5 separate regions of the Mus musculus genome follow, and all the other regions are linked to region 1. A link is a contact called in public Hi-C, HiCAR-type and HiChIP or PLAC-seq data. All regions are on one chromosome and are shown on one strand. The core of a region is the stretch at or near the end of the contact, and the rest is flanking DNA. Distances in the headings are between cores, read along the strand shown. Region 1 has its middle 85 kb from the start of Gm34282. Region 2 overlaps Sox6 (SRY (sex determining region Y)-box 6). Region 3 overlaps Sox6 (SRY (sex determining region Y)-box 6). Region 4 overlaps Plekha7 (pleckstrin homology domain containing, family A member 7). Region 5 overlaps Sox6 (SRY (sex determining region Y)-box 6).

The links. Hi-C and Micro-C count contacts between places; a contact is called where the count stands out from the background. HiCAR-type assays count read pairs that join an accessible place to other places. HiChIP or PLAC-seq counts read pairs in DNA pulled down with a chosen protein or histone mark.
Region 2: an H3K27ac HiChIP or PLAC-seq map of SST interneurons shows a contact between it and region 1, with 6 times the contacts expected there. The contact joins two enhancer-like sites. A contact is called at or near these places in 3 of 39 promoter capture datasets (hippocampal neurons and liver), 6 of 484 Hi-C or Micro-C datasets (the HPC-7 cell line, cortical neurons, muscle stem cells and 3 more), 7 of 115 datasets of contacts at active chromatin or transcription factors (SST interneurons, astrocytes, embryonic basal ganglia and 4 more) and 2 of 9 other capture datasets (embryonic tail and embryonic trunk).
Region 3: a contact with region 1 is called in a Hi-C map of the N1E-115 cell line, with 15 times the contacts expected there. The contact joins two enhancer-like sites. A contact is called at or near these places in 2 of 484 Hi-C or Micro-C datasets (the N1E-115 cell line and embryonic stem cells) and 7 of 115 datasets of contacts at active chromatin or transcription factors (SST interneurons, astrocytes, differentiating embryonic stem cells and 4 more).
Region 4: a HiCAR-type map of astrocytes shows a contact between it and region 1, with 2.6 times the contacts expected there. The contact joins two enhancer-like sites. A contact is called at or near these places in 2 of 15 datasets of contacts at CTCF or cohesin (large pre-B cells and pro-B cells), 7 of 484 Hi-C or Micro-C datasets (the AtT-20 cell line, B cells, the G1E-ER4 cell line and 4 more) and 2 of 115 datasets of contacts at active chromatin or transcription factors (astrocytes and large pre-B cells).
Region 5: an H3K4me3 HiChIP or PLAC-seq map of embryonic limb bud shows a contact between it and region 1, with 5 times the contacts expected there. The contact joins two enhancer-like sites. A contact is called at or near these places in 1 of 484 Hi-C or Micro-C datasets (adipose-derived mesenchymal stem cells) and 4 of 115 datasets of contacts at active chromatin or transcription factors (embryonic basal ganglia, embryonic limb bud, embryonic stem cells and 1 more).

Annotation. Positions count from the first base shown.
Region 1 is chr7:115,215,915-115,218,871 of GRCm38.p6, forward strand. No RefSeq gene overlaps it. Among named protein-coding and RNA genes, the nearest start is that of Gm34282, 85 kb to the left of the region's middle. Within about 2 kb of position 1,602, at least 140 of the 459 cell types and tissues checked have an H3K27ac peak or open chromatin away from gene starts, as enhancers often do. A contact at or near this core is called in the N1E-115 cell line, SST interneurons, astrocytes and 6 more, where this site is marked.
Region 2 is chr7:115,749,726-115,752,738 of GRCm38.p6, forward strand. All of the region lies in intron 4 of Sox6 (SRY (sex determining region Y)-box 6), which reads right to left. Among named protein-coding and RNA genes, the nearest start is that of Gm51455, 250 kb to the left of the region's middle. Within about 2 kb of position 1,581, at least 43 of the 459 cell types and tissues checked have an H3K27ac peak or open chromatin away from gene starts, as enhancers often do. A contact at or near this core is called in SST interneurons, astrocytes, muscle stem cells and 3 more, where this site is marked.
Region 3 is chr7:115,864,630-115,867,977 of GRCm38.p6, forward strand. All of the region lies in intron 2 of Sox6 (SRY (sex determining region Y)-box 6), which reads right to left. Among named protein-coding and RNA genes, the nearest start is that of Sox6os, 170 kb to the right of the region's middle. Within about 2 kb of position 1,537, at least 65 of the 459 cell types and tissues checked have an H3K27ac peak or open chromatin away from gene starts, as enhancers often do. A contact at or near this core is called in the N1E-115 cell line, astrocytes and embryonic forebrain, where this site is marked.
Region 4 is chr7:116,130,747-116,133,852 of GRCm38.p6, forward strand. It overlaps Plekha7 (pleckstrin homology domain containing, family A member 7), which reads right to left. Exons shown (of 27, transcript NM_001305185.1): 24 at 1,875-2,030. Among named protein-coding and RNA genes, the nearest start is that of 1110004F10Rik, 39 kb to the left of the region's middle. Within about 2 kb of position 1,520, at least 38 of the 459 cell types and tissues checked have an H3K27ac peak or open chromatin away from gene starts, as enhancers often do. A contact at or near this core is called in the N1E-115 cell line and astrocytes, where this site is marked.
Region 5 is chr7:115,935,151-115,938,510 of GRCm38.p6, forward strand. The region is part of intron 2 of Sox6 (SRY (sex determining region Y)-box 6); the gene reads right to left. Among named protein-coding and RNA genes, the nearest start is that of Sox6os, 95 kb to the right of the region's middle. Within about 2 kb of position 1,916, at least 6 of the 459 cell types and tissues checked have an H3K27ac peak or open chromatin away from gene starts, as enhancers often do. A contact at or near this core is called in embryonic limb bud, where this site is marked.

The DNA.
Region 1 (2,957 bases), core at 352-2,851:
TGAATAATCCCTTACTATGCACTTGTAAAGCATCTACTGAATGCCAGGCTCGTTCCTGGTCCTTCGTATATCGTCATTCATTTCATACTATGACCAACTGTATGGAAAGCATGGTCGTTTTAGATTTAAAGATGAATAATATTGAGTATTTTTTTAAAAAAAAAAAGGGTTAAATAACTTCTGGCCAGCCAGAGTGCAATCAGATGCAGTAGTAATTTCAAGCTGAAGTTTTATCTGGTTCCAGAAAGAGAGACCTAAGAGAAAGACCATGAGGAAAGAGAGAAGAGAAGGGCCACGGGGAAAGAAGGTAGAGAGACTACGTGGAGAAACCCTGAGACAGTGTGTCCAGAAGAAGTCCTGATGAGCAGGTCACTGAGGGATTCACCATCAGTTCACCAGGAGAGAACAGACATAGGCAATGCTCGGACCAGAGCAAGATGGTGAGACTCAGCTTGAAGGTAAAGGGCCCTGGGGCTGAGCAACAGATAGCTTAGACTGTTAGAATAGATGAATACCTGCCAAGTCACAGAGGTTAAAGCTTGGTAATCAACTTAATAGATCTTTGTGTCAATTATTTGGGAAGTAGGACAAGAACACATACGACTTCAACTTTTAAATTACTACTACAGACAGGACTTCGGGCCCAAACAACACGTGTAATAGTTAAGACAAAGTAACATTAGGGCAAGTAAAAGAGAAAAAGGTTGAAGGCATGCCCTGGTCAGGGAGGTCAGACTCCAGCACAGATTAAGGTCTAACCAGGAGAATCAGAAATGGGAACATTCACTGTAAATTTTACATCTGATCCTTTCTGAGGAACCTTTTAACCCCAGGGGAAACCTTTTCAGACCTCCCAGGTGTCACCCAAGTAAGATATAGCACAAGGGTTCAAGAGGTCTGGTAGAATTGTTCCCACACAACGCAGTTCCGGAACACTCTGGAAACTGAGGCTTTAAGCAGATGCACCCAGAGTCGCTGCTCTGGCTCCCCAAGGACACTTCCAAGAGGCTTGCAGTTCTCATCTATGGACAGTAGGTGGCAGTAGGTCGTGAGAAATGTGGGTTCTCCTGGGCCCTGGCTATGGAGACCTAGCCTGCAGAAAAACGCGGCTGGGCTTGAGTTGCGCCTGGGAGCACACCCCCCGGGGGGGGGGGGGGGGGAGTGGGCCGCACTGCCCAGGTCAGCGAGGATCTTGCGGGTGGGGGCTCCATTGGCTCCTGCAGCGTTGTAGTCATGGGGAGTTCCCAAAGAGCGCCCAACCCATCCTGCCTCCCCCATCAGACCTTGTGCCAGGCGTGGATTCCCCTGCCTGGGCAGACAACCTGGTTTTGTTGTTGTTTGGTGGGAGAGGGGAGCGCGGAGGGAGCACAAAAGTTTACTTTTTATTTTCTAAGCTAAAGAATAAACCTCTGTTCAGGGGGACATGGCTGTATCCATATAGCTCACGTCTGGCTGCACAGAAGTGAGGTGTGCTTTTTCCTTCCCGTGGTACCAATGCCTGATGGGGTTCCCTGGGGGAGACACCTGTTTTATCCAGACCTCTGGTCTGCACTTACAACAAGGATCTCATGGCGCTGTTGTCTTGACCTTAGTAGCAGCCAGCTTTGCACCACTTGGATGCAGTATGTCCCAGCAGGGCAGTGGCTGAGAAGCTGCAAATATGATTCTCTCAGGACCTGGCCTCTTGGCTCTACCAGGACCTGGGCATTAGCCTACCCAGGCTGGATCTAGACCTCTGAATACTCTTTCATTTAACACCTGCACAAATCCTGCCATCCTCCCTTCCACCCCTCCCACATTGAAAGAGTCTCTCTCTCTCTCTCTCTCTCTCTCTCTCTCTCTCTCTCTCTCTCTCTCTCTCTCTCTCTCTCCTGGCAAACTCTTACAGTTGCCATAAGGCAAGTGGAGACTGAACACGGAGATCTCTGGGTGAGTATTTGTTAAAGGTTACAGAGCCAGTAGTCCAGTGCCTGACCTCAAACCCCAGGCTTCAAGGCATCCTTCACCTCCCACCCCTCTGCCTGCCAACAACAGGGCTGCTTCCGGGGCTCCCGGGCCAGGCCAGCCAAGGAAGCACAGACAGCCCCAGTGCATCTTTCTCTCTCGATCAGTGGGCAAATTAATTCACGCTATCTTTACATTATGTATAATGCTGCATGATTTTATTTTGCTTCATTCCCGAAATCTTTTACAGTAATTAGTAGCCGAGTAAAATATAAAAATTAATGCAATATAACACTTTAATGGTAATAATACACCATCCTGTCTAATTAATAAAATCTGTTGTTTCCAAGCACGGTTATTTATTTGACAAATTGATGGCACACATCCTGTTCATATCCCCTTTCCCGGCTCCCATCCTTTCAGTTTATTGAATAAAATTGTATCAGGAAAATAAACAGATTGTCTTCTGACCTGACAAGCGAGTGAGGAAAAACCCCTCACTCACACAGCCCTAATTGTTCTCAACAATATTCGCTAACATGCATCAAGAGGGCTTGGAAATGAAGCCTCATTTCCTAGCTCCTGTATTTTTTCCATTTAATTTAAATCTTTATAATTGTGTCTTCTTATTTTTTAGGGACTGGGGACCTAGCGAGTTTGAGGGGTGAGCTTTGTCCCTGTGGGCTGTCATTCTGATGGCCTTAACAAGCAGGGATGGTTCCCACTCTGCATAGAGATCAGAGTGGAGAGCTAGGCTCTTCTGAGCCCTGGTGGAGCACACTGAAGTCACCTCCAATGTGGCAGAAGAGGACCAGATAGGGAGCCGGGGACAGTCATATTGGAGGACTGTCATTAGGGATTAAAAGGGACATGGAAGGAGGGGTTCGGGCAGGATTCTGAGGCTTGGTGACGTCTGCTGGTGGGAGTGGAGCAGGGAACAATGTCCAGCCCGAGCGAGCATGTGCCGTTGGAACAGAGTGCTGATCTAATTACAGAGCCACTCTGTGCTCCCT
Region 2 (3,013 bases), core at 331-2,830, 530 kb after region 1:
CAATTTCTCCTTTTCATTTAATAGTAGACATTCATTAGGACCCACACACTGTAATAAATTATAATAATTTCAAACAAGAATTAAATTACTAGGTACCTAGTGAAAGAGCCATTTTTTCTTAGGTACCCTGTAATCTAACTGTCAGATTTAAAATCTATTCCCAATCAACTCTTCACAACACTCACATTTATTCATCTATGTTAAATTAATAAAAGGTGTGAATAATGCTGACAAAATTGATCATTATTGTTCATGTAGATTTAGAAAATTATAAGGTAATCTAAAATGTAAAAGGAATTGAGAGAAACTATTAAGGTTCTTATAAATAAATTCATCCTATGCTATTTTTTCAAATCAAGACTGAAACTTCGATGAGACTTATTTAAATTGGCTACATATGCTATTTGATAAATTGTACAGTTTTAGAGCACAAACCGTTTTCATTATTTTTGACAAATATCAGTACAAAGACTCTACTATAGCCTTAGAGTGTAACAAATACTTTAGGAGCATATGGCAAGAGAATTCCAGAAAGTAAGAAGCTAATGGTATCCAGGGACCGTGTAGCTTGCTGAAGAAAAGATACAAGCACAGGGACTATCCAAGAGTCTCCCAGAAATAAACACTGCCCCTTCCTTTTCCTCTAGGTGTAGCAATGTAGGTAAGTTCACACTCAGTCCAAATCTATTCCAGAACATGTCAGTAGTACTCCCTGTGTGGACCCTGTTTGCATACTCCTGAGTGCTCCACCCTGTAACCCCGCTGACCCTCCCCTTTCTACTGGGCATCCCTGAAGATAGGGGAAGCATGGCGACATCTGTTCCCATTCACACCGATTTTAATTTACCAAAAGAGCTCCGCTATTTTCAGAGCAGACTCCAGAGCACAATGACAGATTTAGGGCCTTGGCTGAGGTTGCATTTCCAGTGTGTCAGCATTTCCTCCTCACAGAGAGTAAATTCCAGGGGGTCACAACAGAGGAATCGCTGAAATTCTAGCTTCAGAGAAGACACTTTTCCCACCCTACTTATTTTGTCCTAACTGGAGCCGCCACTGCGCTGCCCTATCTGGTGGGCACCAGTGGTGGCCTGCAGTAACTGGACTAAAGTTATCTCATCTTAAGCAAACGTGGAGGTCCTTTGGACCCTTCCTGTGAGGTTCTCCACACAATTATCTCGTCCAGAGCTGACTGAAATGTAATAGCTGTCGCATAACAATTTTATAACTACACATTTATAAAGGACTCATTTTTAAAACACAGCCACATGCCCTGCCTGTTTCATAATCGGATCGCAGGAACAGTTTTAAGTTACAGATATTCTCTCTAACCTAAGAGTTGCACAGTTACATGATTTTTTTTTATGGAGTGCTTTTTGCAAACAATTTAAATGCAAGTTAGGAAAGTCACTCACAGCCACACCACGGCAGTTTTCCTGGATAATCCAGAGATTTTCAAGGCACAATATGAACAGCAACTTGAGAGAAACAATGCCCAAGTTGTGTTGTGATTACTCAGACATGAGCAGCTGAGCAGAGAAGACGGGCAATGGAATGTGTGCAGCAATCAGCTCTGTTGACTAATCAGAATTTGAGACACTGGAAGGTAATAAGGGTATTATAAAGAATGGCTTATTGAAGGAGCAGCTGTTTATGTGCAGCTCACTAGACTGCCATGGTATGTTTTGGTGAAAATGTTTAACTCCTTTTAAAATGATCATTAGAGAAGAGACGACAGCAAGTACCAAGAGGCAAGTTTGGAAGAATCAAAACACCGAGATTTAACAGCTTTGGGACGGTTATCTGGGAGCTTGGAAATGGTCAGAAATGCCAGTCCCAAGGCGCTTTTAAAATTAAAAGTACTTTCTATTCGTTGTTGTTTATAAAAGCTTAGTAGTTAGGCCATCATCGTTACTAGACTGATACAGGCACAGGGTGAGGCAGGAATATAATGGGGAAATCCTCAGGGCAGAACAAAAAGAAAGAGGCCCCTGAAAACAGCCACGGGACAAACACAAACCAGAGACTGACTTGGAATTCAGAAATGGGCTTATTGCCTCAATAAACAGAAAGGTGGAGATGCCCATGTCAGTCACAATTTCAAGTTTCAAATGCTGGTTTTGCTCAAAATATAACTACTAACAGCCTCTCCTATTTTGATTTCAGAAGAGTAAATAATTTTTAAAACACCAGGGAAGAATGTAAAACAATATTTCATTTACTGATATTATTTCCACACAGTGACTATCACCCCAGCTGAACTGTTGGTCATACTGAGTGTTAGCTTTATGCCCAGCTCATTCAGCTTGTCCTTTTACTTTCTCCCGAGAAGCAACTGTCTGGCCTTGTTCTGCCCCAATCACTTCTGGAACAACAACAAAAACCCATAGTATACCATAAGAGTAACAAACATTTCACTGGCTTTCTATAATATAGCATTATGAACATTTCTTTCTGACAAGTGTTCAGTAATATTTTTAGGCAGTCAGCAAGCAGTCAAAACTCTGCTATCTTTTTGTAACAGTTCACATGTCAAACTGGCAAAGTGCCCACAGTATAAGGCTGGAAAAAAAAATCTATTTAATGTCTGCCCCACAAGGCAACATGAGGTTTGATTGGCAGAAAGTGGAGAGTGGCTTTTGATCGTGTGTCCTAACATGCAGTTCCAGCTCCTGTCTTCTCAGCTGATGGGCTCCACATTACCCATTCAAACAGCAGTGACAGAGCACTGCACCACTCCCCGGCTGCAGTCACACGCAGTGGGAGCTAGGCTGGGGACAGCGCCACTGATTAAATATATCACTTTTTCAAGACAAGCAGGTTGTCTGAATCAAAGTTGGACAGAATAGACTCAACATTATTAAAAGGGGATATAAAACTCGGATTGAGTGATGTTCAGCCAGTTTGCACAGCCTCGGGGATTCCTGAGCTGACAGGGAGAATAAGGAAGAGCAGAACTCATAAAACAGGGCCAGAAATTAGCTGTGACACCTCGCCTATTTTCCCATCACTTCAG
Region 3 (3,348 bases), core at 287-2,786, 650 kb after region 1:
CAAGGAGGATGGTTGGCTGGGCAATGGGAGACCTGGGATTAAGGGAGAGTCTCAAACCTCCAACTCCCTGGACCAAGTTCAGCTTCAACCAGAGAATCACGATGAGACAACAGAGAAGAAAAATAAAGGTGTCTGAGATCATCAAAAACAGTCTTTTTTGTTTATAAAATGCAACACTCCTTTCTTTATTCTTTTTAGCTCTCTACACAGAGAGAGGGAGAGGGAGAGGGGGAGGGAGAGGGGGAGGGAGAGGGAGAGGGAGAGGGAGAGGGAGAGGGAGAGAGAGAGAGAGAGAGAGAGAGAGAGAGAGAGAGAGAGAGAGAGAGACTAATATAGAAGGAAAAGAGAAGTCATTCATTTCACTGAACTACAAGTATTGTGACCCTGGGAAGGGTGATTTGGCTTTGAGGATTTTAAAGAAATGGTGCTGTATTCAGTCTTTTTCTATCACCATCCCCATATACAAAGCCCTAGTAGATCCTAAAATTGTGGCATTTTCTTACGTACATAAAAAAATTGAACTGCTATTGCAGCAACATCTAAACAGTTTCCTGTAAACTTTCTGTGATGGAAGTCATAGAATTTATGGTAAAACCCTGTGGAGTGCGGAGACAAATTTCTTTCATATTTATCATTCATTTTATTCTGTGTGCATTTTAAGGAAAACCTTTTAAGGGTACCAATAATGCAAGAAAGCGACAACAACTAAATTTATTGTTAAGTATCACATCACTGGTCCTCCGGGAGCTCGAAGAGAAAGCTTAAATCAAGCTCCACACGCTGGAGAGGTTCCCAGAGATGTGCTGGCCCAGAGGCAACCCATCCAGAGCACACTGGGATCTCAGGACGGTGACAAAGAAATACTACTCTCTCAACTGAAGCAGGTTGGGGACAGCCCTTTCCCTTCTCTTTTCTTTTCTTTCTTTTCTTTTCTTCTTTCTTTCTTCCTTTCTTTCTTTCTTTCTTTCTTTCTTTTTCTCTTTCCTTCTTTCTTCCTTTCTTTCTTTGGCATAGTACAAATTCTCTCCCCCAAATCCTCCCCTCCTCCTGTTTCACCTGACTAAACTGTAGGTATTTGTCCCATCACCTGACTTAGGGGCTGGCTGGCTTGAAATATTAGAGAGAGGGAGAAAAAAGAACACAATCTACCATTGTTTCCCCAGACAACGACCTTTCATGTCCTTGAGGCTCACCATGACCTTTTCATCTTTCCTATCCCAATGGTCTCTCCTAACAACTAAAACTGCACTCAGTTGGGCTGAATTCCAGATTGTCATAAAAAGAACCCTGTCCTTTCAAAACAAAACCAATTTTTACACCAAGGTGGGGGAGAAACACAAGTCCATTGTTCCCTCCCAGATGGAAGTTGGAGTTACTAAGGCAACTGCTCTAATCCTCCTTTTTACCACCTTTTTCACATCGCTGGCCTATCAAGTATGCTACCTTTTAACTCATAAGCTCAAAAGCTGGTCGTCTAACTGGCTGCCCTAATTAGCTACGATTTTCACACTACAGACAACATGATGAGCTAATCGAAATTTGCAAAATAATGACGTACCTCCAGCAAATATTCCTCCTCCTGAGGCCCAGTCTTAGAATAACAATAATGAGAGCATTATTAGAGAAGGGCATTAAAATGCTGCACTGCTGCTAAACAGAGAACTTAATTGTTCTGGTCTTGTCCATTGAATCAACAACCTATTGTTGTGGACTTGAAAAATAAAGGACTTGAGAATGGGTGCCATGATGATTGGTCTGTGGCCATACCGGCACTCTGTGGAATTGTTTTCTTTTCAAACTCTTGATGGACTAGTAGCTTTGTTTAAAAGTAACATAAAAGGCGATTGTCTGGACTAAAAAAAAAAAAGTCCTATTTATTGAAATCCTTAGAAGCAGTTGCATGCATTTGTTCCTGACCCCTGAGATAAAAACACAGTGATCATAATACCACCATTTGTGGAGTCCTGTCACCACTGCCTACAGTAACTCGAGATAAGAGACTGTCTTTTCTAGCTACAGTAGGAAGGAAGGAAGTACTTCTGAGCAGAAAGCAGGAATGACGAAAGGTCAGATCCCGGAGAAAGCTCATTACTCTCTGAAGGGGGGACTTTAAAATAATGCGAGTCTAAGAACCCTGTGTAACTGCAAGTAAGAAGCACACAGCTTTTCCTCCCTGCCCACCCCACCCCCCAGCCCTTGAGATTCCTGCCTTTAGTGAAAGACAATTAAAATAAAATGATTATTAAACAACAGAGACGGCATGTCTGGGGCAACCTGGAGGACAAGAGACCTAAAAGCTTCCAGGTCTCTGTGCTTGTGCTCACCTCTGTCTGCAGCAGGAATAATAAAACCCTGGAGTTAAAGGTTAACTACTGTAGGATTCTTAGCAGAAGAAAAGCCCTGTTTACACATTGGAGAAGTGTCTTCCATATGGAGCCCTGGCTTGCTTTCTGTGAGGTCAGGCCAGGAGCTCCATGTGGAATGGTGGGGTGGGGATTGATTTTGTTCATAGTATTGGGGGGATCTATTTTTAAACCAAGTAAAATCTGTATTATATAAAAATGTATTACATTGTAAATAAGACCTCTTCCTTCATTCATCCTGTGCTCTGCTTCATTCGTCTTCATCTTGTTAGGCTAAATTAATTAACAATCTCGCTGCTGCACACTTTCTCTTTTCATTACATCAGATAATGGTGGGCATGTGGAGAATGCCCTCGCCACGGGAATTCTGCAACTGCAGGGCCAGGGAGAGTTTCTAGGTATCCGTGTAGTAAGATTCTCTTGTAAGTATTTATTCGGTGTGCCTTTTAGAGTTAACATTAAATTAAGCACCCAAATCCTTAATATATTATCATAAGAAAAATAGTTCCAAATAAAAGAAAAACTAAACTGAAAGGTGCAAGATACTTTAAACACACACATACACACACACACACACACACACACACACACACACACCCCACAACCAAGTCTCACTGTACATTTCACCTAAAATAAACTTTCCAAATTTGGCAGGTGTGTTTTCACAACGCACCGTGAGGCTGCATGGAAGACTGAGAAGACACACCCCGCACTGTTCCGCCCCTCGCTTTGGAATGTCTAGCATGTGATAAATGCATGATTAGAATCTCACTGGTCAGTCCCATTATTTTAAATCTATGAGTGCAATGTGGTCAGGACTTTTGTAAGTTTCCTTTTCATCCTGAAACCCAGTGGCATCTGGGGCTATGCAAATGGACAAAAAACGTAAAGCCCTTTTTAATCTTTTCCCTCATCAACCGGTGCTTCTTTCTCCAATCACAGCTTTGTGCGTGCTATCTTCCTGCACTCATTTCTTATTTAATTA
Region 4 (3,106 bases), core at 270-2,769, 910 kb after region 1:
ACCGTAGTAAAACCTCTCCCATCTCAAACACACTTCTGACTTTGGGGGGCGTACAGGTCAGACCTGACTGACTGAAAAGCTTGAACCAGCAGTGACAGCATGCAACCGGTTAATAACCAAGGTGCTTTTCGTACTTCTGGGCAGAGCGTAGATTTTTACCTTCACCTAACGGATGAAGACTGATGGTCCTCTCTTCAGTTCTCCACCTGCCCCCAGCCTGACTCTGCAGGTTTATCTAAGTTACCTTTCCTAAAAGCTCTCTCATTCTTTCCTCTGGGACAGTGCTCTGGTGACAAGGCCCCTCCCCCATGCTATATACAGATTCAGTCTTCATAGCACCCCATTCCTGCAAGAATGTTAAATTTGTGCATTTGAGAGATGGCTCAGTAGGTAAGCTGCTTGCTGCCAAGGCTAATGACTCAAGTTTGATCTTGGGGACCCACATGGTAGGAAAGAACCAACTCTACTGGTTGTCTCAGTACATTTTAAATTAAAAAAAAAAAAGTTAATTTTGTTTTCCCCCAGCACCAGTGGGAATCCCTGTTTTTAACCTGCTAGCTAAAGTTCTGAAAACCTCTGTCCACGCTTTTAGGAATATTTAAGCTTGCGATTTTCAAAATGTCATCTTAATTTGCCTCAAGATAGTTTTCTTCCCCCTTGACTAGGTGGATTTTGGTCTCAGTAGCAGAACTGAACCCATGTGGCCCTTCAGTTTGTTGAAAGGTGGCAAGAAAAAAATCTGTCATCCGACCAGGACAGATCTAGAGTAGGAAGTAGACTGCATTGTAGCAGGAGGATTTAGGTTAGAGATAAGGAAGGACAGCAGAGGGCAGCCTCGCATTGCCAAGAGCACATGGAGGCTCTTTGTGAATAAGAAAGCCGCCAGACTGTTGGCAGCTACTGTTTAGGCTGTCAGAGAAAAAGACCTGGGGCAGGAGGCTGAATTTACTGACTGCAAGAACCAAGAACCTAGAAACTCAAGTACCGAGTTACCTACAGTGTTCTCTTTGTTCTCAGAGCTCCTTTCCCCCATGAATCCCTAACCATTCAAAGGGAAAAACAAAACAAAACAAAAACCTGCAAATGGATCTGCCCTGTCTCTTGAAATGGGAGGGCTAGGTATGTAGTTCTATGTACTTGGCATGTGTGAGACCCAGATTTTAACACACACACACACACAACCACAGTGGCAAAGTTCCCCCTCTACCTAAGTAGGGCACCTGTGGAAGACTTAGAATCTCACCCAAACTCAGCCTACACCTGGGAAAAATGCAGCAGGCCAAGTTCCTACACAAATGTTTTGGGGCACTGGAAATTCATATAACAATGTCTTCCACCAGCAGACATTTATAGCATGCCTACTGCGTGCCATCCTAGTGCTAGGGACACAAAGGACTGAAACAGCTGCAGACACTGCCCACAGACCACAGGTGACCAGAGATGTCTAGAAGACTGCCTGGCACTCCCTCCCTCCCTTCCTTTCTCCTGCCTTGTTTTCCTAGGCCTGACCTGTCATGAGGCAAGTGGGCCACTAGAGGGCAGCAGAAGAGTTCAGATCGAAATTGGCTCCAGTCCCGGCTGGAAATGTCTCCTGTGACTTTTCAGACCTGCCCTGTATTTTCCCACCACGTATGATAGTCTGCCTAAGAGGTCATTTTCGAGGGCCACCACTAATGATCCAGGGAACATTTTCTAATCCTCTTGGGAACATGCTGAGTCACTTAATTCTCCCCACATCATCAGAAATAGGCTTAAGTGTGATTTAGAACATGGACGCCTTTACGATCTCAAGCGTCCGGACCTTCCTGGGCAACAGTGAAGCTGAACCCTGCCTGGTGACTTCTAGAAAGCATGAAGGAAGCCCCTATCCTCACCTCTCTGCTGATGTCCAAGTCATAGTCTTGTGGCTCCAGGTCCAACTCCATGACAGGTGTGGCTTGCACTTTCAGCCAGCCCTCCTCTTTGTCTTTTCTGTCCCCCTGAGCAGCCCGTTCCAGCAGCTGCAGGTCAAACTCTTGTTCTCGCTTCCACTGGCAACAGAGGAGAGGGTTAACCTCACTTTCCGACCCATTCAAGAACCACACAGGGCCCTGAGGCCTAAGGACCTGGGAAGACGGACTTTTGAGACATTAGGCAAGTGTCATAGCTGTGTTGTGTGTGTGTGTGTGTGTGTGTGTGTGTGTGTGTGCGTGTGTGTGTGTGTGTGTAACTGAAAACTGGCCTCTGCCTTCGTCCTGTGGCCTCTTCCACACTGCTGGCTGTGCTCTGATCTAGGACCTCTGAGTATTCAAATGTGCATCCGTAGGGTCCTGGAGGAAGACCCATGACTTTAAGCCTACAGTGGTCCACAGGGACCCAGCAATTGGTAGAGAGTTCCAATCAGTACCAAGGAGTTGGTTGACCACCAGTGTTGCAAACTGCCGTGGAAAATGATAACCATTTGAGATAAGACAGTTTCCTTAAAATAGAAAACAAACTAAAAGTGAGATCAGAGGGAATTGCTCCAAGGCTGTTTCACAGTGGCAACTTTGTATCAATGTCTCTTCCCAGGAGGGAAAAATCTACCCAGGCACGTGTGCGCAGTTCCAAGATGGCTTCCTGTTCACTTCAGACCTCTGACCTTAAAAGAACAAAGGACTCTCTTGTGAGGATGAGACGATACTTAATGCCTCAGGTCACCTCCTCTCTCTCACTCCATTCATCTCACAGTACCCCAGCAGCCAAAGATACCTCACAACCACCCCGACCCGATCCTGTCGCCATGTCAGCACGCTCCACACATTCATGCACAAGCTCGGGTCCTCCGTAGCAAACCAACAGAATTGTGTGTGCTGATGGTTTTCCAATTACAGTTTGGATGACTTAGGCAACTGAAGTCCAGGGATAAATTTAATGGTTCACAAAGAAAACACACAATTCCTTACACGCTCACAAGTGCTCAAAAAGAGACAAGTCCTCATTTAAACCCAGCCTGATTGCTTCCACAAACAGCAAAAGTTCACCGCACTCTGCAAACTACCCTGCGGAAGAACCACGCCAATCCGTAATGGGAAGCAATATGTTTATTGGCGCTGACGAGACTTACACAAGCCTTTTTTTCCCCCAA
Region 5 (3,360 bases), core at 666-3,165, 720 kb after region 1:
TAGCAATATCAAGAACAGGGCCTAATTCATTCTCTGAAGAAGAAATGCCCAAGAGACACAAGAAATCCCCAAGAGCTGGGGATGTCCCTGGTGACTGGCAAGCCTACAGTGATAAGCAGCGAGCTTGCTCACTGTTGGGGAGCTTCTAAAACCTTTTAAAAGATGCTCATTCCTCTGTCCTGTTCTCAGCAAATATCAATAAGCCTTAAAACTTGACAATCCTTAATTCTGGCTTAGTAAGCTTCTAACACAATAAAGACTATTTCTTTCCAAATATTCTACCTTCATCACTTCATAATAATAAACTAATTCCAATAGTTTCTCCATTTCCCTGTGATTGCACAGGATGAACTAGAGCAGCGGTCAGGAATCCTTTGGCAACCCTTTATCTCAAAAAAATTTTACATTATAATTCATAACAGTAGCTAAATTACAGATATGAAGTAGCAATAAAAATAATTTTATGGTTGGGAGTCACCACATCAGGAACTATGTTAAAGGGTCACAGCACTAGGAAGGTTGAGAACCACTGGTCTAGAGGGACCTTAGTTTATATTTCAAAAATGGGACAAAATAAAGAACAATTGGATCTTGGTTTCAGTTCTTTGTTTCCCAGAAAGCTGGAAAACTTTAATCTCAGCACTCAGGAGGCAGAGGTAGAAAGATCTCTGTGAGCTGGAGGCTAGCCTGCTCTGCAGAGGTAGTTCCAGGATAGCCAGGGCTACAACAGAGAAACTCCGTCTTGCAAAAACAAAAACAAAAACAAAAACAAAAACAAAAACAAAAACAAAAACAAAAACAAAAACAAAAACAAAAAAAAAGAATGACAGCAGCAACCACAGGCTACCTTAAAGAAGGTCTGTAGCCCCGGTCAGAACAGTGGAACTGCACAGAACTTAAGAGGCAAGTGCCAACTGTCACCTTCAACTTACCACACAGTGCAAACTAAAAGCAAAGCCACCATCAGTAAAACAAAGAAGGGACAGAGACAGGGAGCAAACAGAGGGAGAGAAGGCAGGAGGCAGGAGGCAGATCCACCACACTCGCTCGCATGAAAGGATGGGTTGCACTAGCTTCCCAACACCCAAAACTAAGCAAGACATGCTTTCCCTCGCATGCTGACTTAGACTTTCAAAGAGTCAAGGTGAGGGCTAAGAGGGAAGGCATGTCATCCCTGCCTTGCTGTGCCGGGCTTATTTCAGCTAACATGAATCTCTAATTTCATGCATTTTCCTGCAAATCACATCATTCTGTTCTTTGTTATGGCTGAATAGTACTCTGTCGCATAAACGCTACACATCATCTTTATGATGCCATCTCTTGATGGCTGTCTAGGCCGGCCCTACCTGCAGGACTGTAAAATCACTGCGATATGCATGGGGCACAACTCTCTCTGGGAGTGCTGACCTGGTGAGGAACTTTTCTAGAGTTCTCCCATACAATGCTACCATGAGCTATATGGGTGATTATTTTCATACACATCTTTATGACTCTTTACCCAGATAAAGTAAAATGATTCTCATTAGTTTTTCTGCAGAATCTACACTTCCTGGAATGTCTTTTAAAAAACACTGAATTAAAATAAATACACTTGCAATAAATCATAAGAAATTGTAGAAATCCTTTTAAATAACTGTTGCTTAATCCCAACAAGTATTTCCAAGTCTTGAAAAACAGTCCTAAAATCAATTTTGTGAGCTACAAAAAGCCTCCTATGTTAGCTGTCTCCTGTCCACACATCTCTCGCTATCTCTGTTTTTGCAGTTACTCATAATGTTGGAGGTAGAGATGTTGCCCCACCTCTTCAGCCATATTGCCTTCTCCAAGGCTCTGGATCCTTTAATACTCCTCTTGTCTGCTCCATATTATGCTCAGGTTTCTCAGTGTCCCCAGATGTTTCCCTTTAGCTGCCTGCCCTACAACTCTAGATTCATGGAAAAACCCACTTAATTAGTCATAAAACCAACACAGTCAGTGGGTTCACACAGTGCCATTACTAAGAGAAATTCCAGAATGATCCCTTCCCTTAAAGCTGTCAGTGTTCAGTGAATATGAACTTAAGCACATATTTTAACAGCCATTCATTCTAACTTGTGATGTGCACACAATAACAAAAGAAGACAGTATCCCACGAGGAATAATATATCTAAATTTCTATATTACTTAGCTTAATGAAACTGGAACATTTGTGGAAGGCATAAAAACCAAGCCATGGGCTTCTTATCAGCTTGCCCCAATTGAAAAATTAAAATTGTATTTCTGTTCAGTTCAAGTAGCTATAAGGGCAGAGACTGGATTCCATTAATGCTGCTGCTTAATTGTTCATAATGCCAGGCTTAAAAAGGGAAAAATAACAATTAACTGGCAAACATGCCTTGTGCTATGGCTGTGCATTCCAAAGCCCTAAAAGAGCCAGAAAAGAGAGGAAACAGAAAGCCTGGTGCTGTAGGGGGGCTATCACCTCTGCCCATGGGAAGCTGAGCTGTCCAGAGAAAACTCCACCTGCAGAAACTCTCTAGTAATAGTTAAAATTTAAACCCCTCCCGTGTACACACCTCCCTTCTCATCAAAGCACTGTGCCAAGCCCGTAGTGCTCAGCAAATAATAATAACAACAAGCACACATCATGGGGATTGTCTTTTTGACTGATAAAACATTAATGGTAAGTCTCTTTGCCAGTCTTTTATATGAAGTGAGGTTTTAGAAATGCATCTTTCTCAGTATAATTAACTCATGCCTTTGAAAACTCCCAGCAAGAAGTATGTAAGCAATACACTGAAAAGGAGAGAGGCTGCATGGCATGATTCTCCTGGCCGGCAACATCTAACTTGCATTGTGATGCTTTGGAACTGGCAAAAACTGATGAAATGATTATCCTCGTGTCAAAGTGCAAAATAACATACCAACATGCTTAGATAAAACTAAGCTAAGTAATACAGACTCAAAACACAAAATAGATGTCTAAGATTTCTCAGACTTCCTAAACTGGATAGTTATTAAAATGGATGCAGTAATCAATGACTATTTTGCTAAATTATGGGCAGCCTGTCTGTCATGTCCTGCTGTTAGCTGTGTACGAGTGTCTATTGGCACTCCCTCACCTATGCTTGAGACCATTACCCAGCTGAGACAAAGACTGAATTTGCCTTCTCTATATGCATTTGGTCCTTTCATTAAAAATTACTGTCACGTAAAAATACAGGGTAATGTTAAAGTCTCTTTTTGGTTAAAACAATCTCAGAAAGCAGCAGGGAGCAGTTCTCCCCAGGTCTCACTCTCCTTTCTCCAGTGGACACTGACCACATCAGCACTGACCCTTGTGTGGCCCACCATACCTTCAAATGCAGCTAATAAATCCAG